2 separate regions of the Sus scrofa genome follow, and region 1 is linked to region 2. Evidence: chromatin contacts called from public HiChIP or PLAC-seq data. All regions are on one chromosome and are shown on one strand. The core of a region is the stretch at or near the end of the contact, and the rest is flanking DNA. Distances in the headings are between cores, read along the strand shown. Region 1 overlaps ADGRL2 (adhesion G protein-coupled receptor L2). Region 2 overlaps ADGRL2 (adhesion G protein-coupled receptor L2).

Region 1 (3,592 bases), core at 670-3,169, 350 kb after region 2:
TCATCCATAACACAGACAAATATCATTTGGATAGAAAACATACATGTTAGAACAGGAGAGCACAATTAGAAATTTTCAAAGGAAACATTGTTTTATTTACTATATGCATATAATAATATTTGGAACATAGAAAATAAATAATTTAAATTACAGAGGAGGTAACAAGGTGACAAGATTAAAGATAATCATAAACTCTTTAGTAAGTCCCTGCTAATATAAGAGCTAGAGATGTTAAATTTGCTAGCCATTACTTTATTAAAACTTTTAATATTTTGAAGTAGAATGATTGTTTAGGTTAAGTTCATTATAGTTCCTATATTTAGGGATAAAATTATTACACTTAAAATCAAGAACATGAGTGTTCTTACCCTCACATATTTGCTGAAGTTAAGATTACTTCCACTTTAGCAATGAGAACAATAAGAAACTCATTTTTATATGGTTATGCAGGTATTCACTCATTCAGCAAATATTTATTGATTGCCTACTCTGTTTTTAGTTAAAGAAGACATGGTCCCTGGCCATGAAGAACTCATAGTTCAAACTACTGAGAGAATGGCCTAATTACAAAGGGATAAGGGCAGATATAGATCTGTAAACATGTTGTGTTACATATTATGGATGCAGTAGTGTATCAGGGTCTAGAGTTTTCTTTCACAAACTTTTCCCATGAGTCTGCTTGGAGACTATATAATTTAACAGGTAAATAGGTATTTGAAGGGGAAGGTCAAGGACCAGCTGCAGGAACACTGCCTCCATTGGTATTTCAAGGCTAGCCCAGAAGGAAGCATCCTCCTTTTTATCACACATGGTTACCCACTAAAGTCGAATGCTCTGATTTGGGTCATACTCATTGGGAGTATTTGTGAGCAAAAGGCATTAGCATTTACATCTAGTTCTCTCTTAGTGGAAGCAAGCTGTCATAGACTTAATAAACATGTACTCAAGTGTTTATAAACCATCATTCAGAGCAGAGGGTAATATTTCCTTTTCTTTTATGTCTTTGTTAGGGACACCTCCTTCCCCACTATTTTTAAACTGGGGTGTGTCTACATCCTGCTTCTTTCATAATAGTCTGTTTAACCTCTTTAATAGTTTTGTCTGCCTAATTAGTGGGCTAGCCCCTAACTCCTGAGGACGCCTTTACGTAATTTTAACAAAGAGATTATATAAACGCACACCCTGATGTCTCTTAATTAGAAATGTGACAAACAGATGAAGGCAATAATAGAAATCAGCAAATTTTTAAAAATTCTTCCGTAATACTACTAATTTGTTTGTAATAGCCTTCTAATTGTAGCACATAAACCAAGACAAATGTGGGTTGGACGATAGGTAAAAAGTATCCATCTTGTGTTTTCTGGTTAAAACAATAATAATTTCTACTTTTGGTACGGTTGAAATAAGGATAGAAAGCTACATCCCATGCCTTTGGCTGGCAAGTTTGTAATGTTCAGGTGCCTTTTCTAAAAGGTGGTCTTCCTTTTTACAATGTTTGTTGTCAGTGGGTAGCATTGTGTAGTCTAAGAGAAATCATAAGAGATGCAGGTGCCTTATGAATAACCAGATGGGAAAGGGAAGATGATCCAACTTCCTCCTAGACCCTATGAGTCAAACAGAAATGACAAAAGATTTTCCTTTGAAATGGTGAGGAGAGGGAAACAGAATTTTAAAATGTCTTGTATACAAATGACAGCAACGCCTTACATAAGCCTCTTTCCTAAAGACCGAAAACCTGTTTTCTAGAGCTTTTCCCCTCACCAAAATACAGCCCCAGTCTGCGATTAGACTCGGCAGCTGTTTAACAGTGCCAGAAACACTTAAGAACTTCCCAAATGTTTCCTTCAAGCAAAATAATATCCTCCAAAGAGCACACTCTGAATTCACCGCTGACTCAGAGGGAAGAGTGCCACCTATTGAATCATGTCCTCAGTATTCATAGCACCTGATGGGTCCTTCCCAGGCTCCCTTCCACACACCCACCAGCATATCCTGTTTCCTCAGAGAGCTGGATATAATAGAGCTCTGAGGTGGTCTGAAGTTCACATGCGTGTTCATATCACGCTCTATAATTTGAGGGAAACACATGAATTTTAATCAGTTTTTCAAACAACCAGGCCTCTCTTCTCATTTACCAGAATGGAAAAAAATTCACTTTTATTACCTTAAAGATGCCAAACAGTGCCATTTTATGACTGTGGGAAGCTGGAAGTCATTTCTGAACTCTTTTGGCAAGGGTGCTATGTAGAGCATCCAATTCAGTCCTTTAAGTGTCTTCAGAGAACTACCACACAAACTGTGATTTACTGTCTCCAGGAGTTAAAGGGACCCTTTCTACCCTGAAATTGAAGAAAGAAAGGTGAAGTGTGTTTAAGAAACATCCCATGAGGCTTGCAAGAATATGAGACAGCACAGAGGGAACCAGATGCTGAGAAAGTTTTGATAACCCACAAACAGTTTCCAACTTGTGATTTTAAATTTGGTTTAAAGTTTATAATGGTAGCCTTTAAAAACTGGGATGACTTTTGTATATTGATTGCTAGGTCTTCAGGCCACTTTCACCAACTTCTTACACTTCCTGTGTGGCTCCATTTCCCTCCAGTGTCCCTTGCTGTTCGCATTCTAAATAGGTTTGGCAAACTTCTGCCACAAATACAGTGTCATAGTTAAATCTACATATTCTGCATTAATATATATTTACTCACAAATATAAATACATAATACACACACACACACACAATCACACACACACACTTCCATACTATGGCAGCATTTGCATCTTTTTTCTTTTTAGAGCCCCACCTGCAGCATATGGAAATTCCTGGGCTAGGGGGTCTAATCAGAGCTGCAGCTGTGCCACTGCCACAGCAACGCCAGATCCGAGCTGCACCTGTGACCTACACCACAGCTCATGGCAATCCATGACCCACTGAGCAAGGCCAGGGGTCGAACCTGCATCCTCATGAAAACTAGTCGGATTCATTTCTGTTGTGCCACAACAGGAACTCTGACTCATGAATTTTTATGGTCATAAACACTAGGTCATTGGAGGCAAAAACCCAGTAAAAGAGAAAAAAGGTATATCACACTGTCGTGCCTAGCAAATGGTTGGCTCTCTATAAATATGTGATGAAATAATGAATGGATAAATCATACTATGGTGGAAAATAATTAGTCTATCACATCACAAATGAGAAGTTGGTTGAGTGTAAAAAAAAAATAAATGTTGTATACTCTTTCTTGACAAAAGTTGGTAAACTACTGACTTTAAGTAAAAGGCCACACTTTACTTCCCTTTATATTTTTAAGTTTTGATTAATAATTATCTAATGCAACTCTCAAAGGCAAGGATAATTTTTCTCTGGTTATAAACAACCCCACATCTTTCATGGAGAAATGTCTCTTCAGTAGTTGCATTCTTAATGGAGTATTATATTCATAAATGGTATCCCAAAGGCACTCATGATGGTAGCCTACAGTTTCTATGCCCCCATTTTAGGTGAAATTAATGTTTTCCTCAATGTTCTGGCTATTAACGAGGAAGCCACTATTTTTTTCTTATTCTGCCAAGTAGGTATATGTAATTTGATGC
Region 2 (3,401 bases), core at 901-3,400:
ACAGAGATATCAATCATATTTCTTTTTTCCAATGAAACAAAAAAAATAGGGTTAATGGAAAAGGACACAAAATAAGCAGGGGTTTCAGTTAGTTTTTTCCTTACGAGAAAAAAAAATTCGTTTCACTTACAGACCTGGTTTAAAACCAAAGGCAATACAAAAAGTGGCTTTCGTGAAGGCTATGGGTGAAACATTTGCAGCAGAAAAATCAAAGCAGAGAGATGTCCCCCCATTATTCATAGATAGAGTTATCAGAGGAAGAACCTAATAGTCAAATATTGTCCACATGACAAAGAGAACGGTGAAAAGGACAAAAACAGTTAAGTTTGTAGTTAAAAGTGACAGTATCTAGGACATCATAATTTTAGTATAATTTGTATTTGTTGGTGCATATGAAGCAAAATTAAATGTTTTAGAATTACGTCTACCTTTTTTAAAATGAAAAACAAGATATATAAAATGGACCAAGTCTTCATTTTAACACATTAAGCCTTTATCAAATTCTAGGAAAATATGTGCAATCACTGGGATACAAATGCATAAGCTTACATCACCAAAACTAATGTCTCCCCAAACTGTCTTAGACATTAAACACAGAAAAGCCAAGAATTTTAAGTTTTAAAACACATCATAAGCATCCTAAGATTAAGGACACAAAGATGAGTTAAGAAAATGCTATGTAAAAAAATATGTTCTATTAATTCCTAATCAATAACCATAATAATACACAGTTTAAAAAAATGATAGGCTTTTAAAGCAGAGGAATGAAATTTCTCCGTGGAAGGCACCAGTGTAATAAAGAAATAACAATTCCACACAGAGATAATTTGCTTCAAAGTAAAGACACAGGGAAAATAGTTTTCAACATGATTTTTCTATGTAGTACATTGCAGTGTAGTTAAGAACTGATTAAATATAATCCACATAAAACAGAAATATTCTATCAACTCAAGACCTTTTGAAAATCTTATAGACTCACCCATTATGTGAAGAACTGGCATCACAGTATTTAATGTTAAGAATAAATGATTAAAATTAGAACTCACTTCATGAACAAAACAGGTAAAATTCTTTTCCTCTCTCTACAGATAGACACTATTTACCATCCTCTACAAGAGAAAGCATTAGTTAAATGCAAGGTCACCTAGACAGCCCCAATCAGCCAAGAACCATTTTTGACAGTAATTGGGGTTAGATTATTCTGTCATCTAAATCCAGTGAAATAATCTGCTTGAGGTGGGGACTGATGTAAAAATACCTACAAAATGAGGCAAAATGTGTACAGCCAAAAATTTCATGGTCCAAAGGCAGGAAATACCTTTGAGAATAAAATAGAGATCAAACACATTATATCATTTTAAAAATCAGTTTGACAACAGATATCTTAATCATTCATATTTTACATTTTAAACTTGCATGTGCACTAATTTTTAGCCCATAACTGTCAAAAGTACTGCTGTATACAAACAAATAATATAAATTTGTTAAAGTAAGTACATGGGTGTACACGATCAAAAAAAGAATTAAAGAGCATTATCTAATAATTGAAGAGGCAAAACTAAATTCTTTTTTATTAGGACTCTCACAATGGTTTTTTTTTTTTTTTTTTTTTTTGCCACTACAATGGTTAAGTCTTTATTATTTATCCAGAAAAAGATACACACTTGTATCTGGTTTTGTTCTAACAAAATAACATGTGTTTGAATGGATGTAAGTCCAAAGTTAACCATCTTTTCAACCTCTCCTACCTATCTTGTCTAAGAACTAATGGTTTTTATCTGTTTCTTTTTACAGATACCAGATTAAAAAAAGTTTTGAAGTTACTTCATGCACCTTAAAACAGAATTAAGATGTGGTCATGGAAGGAAACTGCTGCTTAACCTGCCTGGTTTTAAACTTCTATTTCTATTTTTATCAAAGTATTGAATTTATCCTAAACTCTCCCAAAGAATTTTCAGCTTTTTTTAAGAAGGCTTTTTTTTAAGCAGCTAATTTCAATACGGAAATTCAGAGATTAAGGTGTAATCCCGTGTGTGAATTTTAATGTTTATAATGTACTCCTCACAGATTGGAAAAATCAATGACAAGACCAACAGGGGCCCGTTTTGCTCAGCATACGTTTTTCTTGTCAGGTCGTGATTAATGCTGTGCTCTGTAGAGGGAGACATTACATCCGGGCTAAAACAGACCTAAATTTTACCCTCAGGCAGAAATCTGATTTAAACATCTCTATTTAAAGTGACATTTGTCCTCCCTTTTCAACTGGTTTCCCCAGAAATTCCAGGAAGTTGACTTCATGACCTAAAAACAGCCGGGTGGCTCTGAGTAGCAGTTGTGCCTGTTCTGCGCTTTGGGAAATCTGGGCGCCACAATGGATCCAGGTGGTAGTAAAACAGGTGCCCAGCTATCTACTCCGATGACTCCCATGCCACTTTACTGCTACAAGAATTTAAGATTTAGAGTTCTGTATAATCCTCAAGTAGGAATAATTTCTAATATGTTTCTTTGGCTGATAATAATCTAACCTGGTCCTACTGATGGACCAGGTTTCTCCTGATGGATAAAATTACATCTGGTTTTTCACTACACGGATTTGAAATACCAACTGATTACAAATTCTCGAAATCCAGAAAAGCAACCATGTCATGCAACAGTGTTCACAAAAACAAAAATGGAGGGCAAAAAGAACAAAAATGTTCACATAATGAAAGTCACCAAGTAAACAAGATGTATGCATATAAAAACAGGCACCAATATCCTTACAATGTGAAACATGGTAACTTTTGCTATTATTAAGCAATTTAGAGACTGCTGGAAGTTCCTACCAACCAAGGTAATCTAATTTCTGCTGCTTTTCAAAGTAAATTGATTTTTTTTTCCTTTTAGCGTTCTGGTAATTGAACAAATTTATACAACTGTGATGGGATTTTACTTACCACCACACAATGCATAAAATCCTTTACGAAGACAAACTATATTACTTCATAAAACTGCATTTTTGTTGTAATTAAATAAATTGTACTTAAACTTGCTCTGTGATTCCAAAGCAATCAATAGCATTTTGCTCGAAACTGTACTTTACTTGCAGGTATTAAGCACTTGGTCCCTTCATTCCCTCTACTTTTTTTTTTTAAAGAAGATTTTTATTTGCAAAATACAGAAATTCTTTGGTAAAATATAGTTTTTAAAAAACAGTTGTATAAGAATATACTGAAAAGTAAATCAACTATACTTCAATTAAAAAGAAGAATATATTGGAGAGTATCTTCAAATTATTGCCTACAGTTAATCCATTATTAAAGTAACCTAAAAAGATTTTTAAGGATTTTTGGTTATTTAGGACCTTTTCTTATATGGCACAGTGAGCCACTGAAAAAAATTCCTACTTACATCAACTTAAG

Evidence for each region. HiChIP or PLAC-seq counts read pairs in DNA pulled down with a chosen protein or histone mark.
Region 1: an H3K27ac HiChIP or PLAC-seq map of skeletal muscle shows a contact between it and region 2, with 2.2 times the contacts expected there. The contact joins two enhancer-like sites. A contact is called at or near these places in 3 of 47 Hi-C or Micro-C datasets (fetal heart ventricle, fetal skeletal muscle and heart right ventricle) and 1 of 2 datasets of contacts at active chromatin or transcription factors (skeletal muscle).

Annotation. Positions count from the first base shown.
Region 1 is chr6:132,259,437-132,263,028 of Sscrofa11.1, forward strand. It overlaps ADGRL2 (adhesion G protein-coupled receptor L2), which reads right to left. Exons shown (of 27, transcript XM_021096387.1): 3 at 2,165-2,339. Among named protein-coding and RNA genes, the nearest start is that of ADGRL2, 100 kb to the right of the region's middle. Within about 2 kb of position 1,920, at least 5 of the 83 cell types and tissues checked have an H3K27ac peak or open chromatin away from gene starts, as enhancers often do. A contact at or near this core is called in skeletal muscle, where this site is marked.
Region 2 is chr6:131,908,876-131,912,276 of Sscrofa11.1, forward strand. The region is part of intron 6 of ADGRL2 (adhesion G protein-coupled receptor L2); the gene reads right to left. Among named protein-coding and RNA genes, the nearest start is that of ADGRL2, 460 kb to the right of the region's middle. Within about 2 kb of position 2,151, at least 4 of the 83 cell types and tissues checked have an H3K27ac peak or open chromatin away from gene starts, as enhancers often do. A contact at or near this core is called in skeletal muscle, where this site is marked.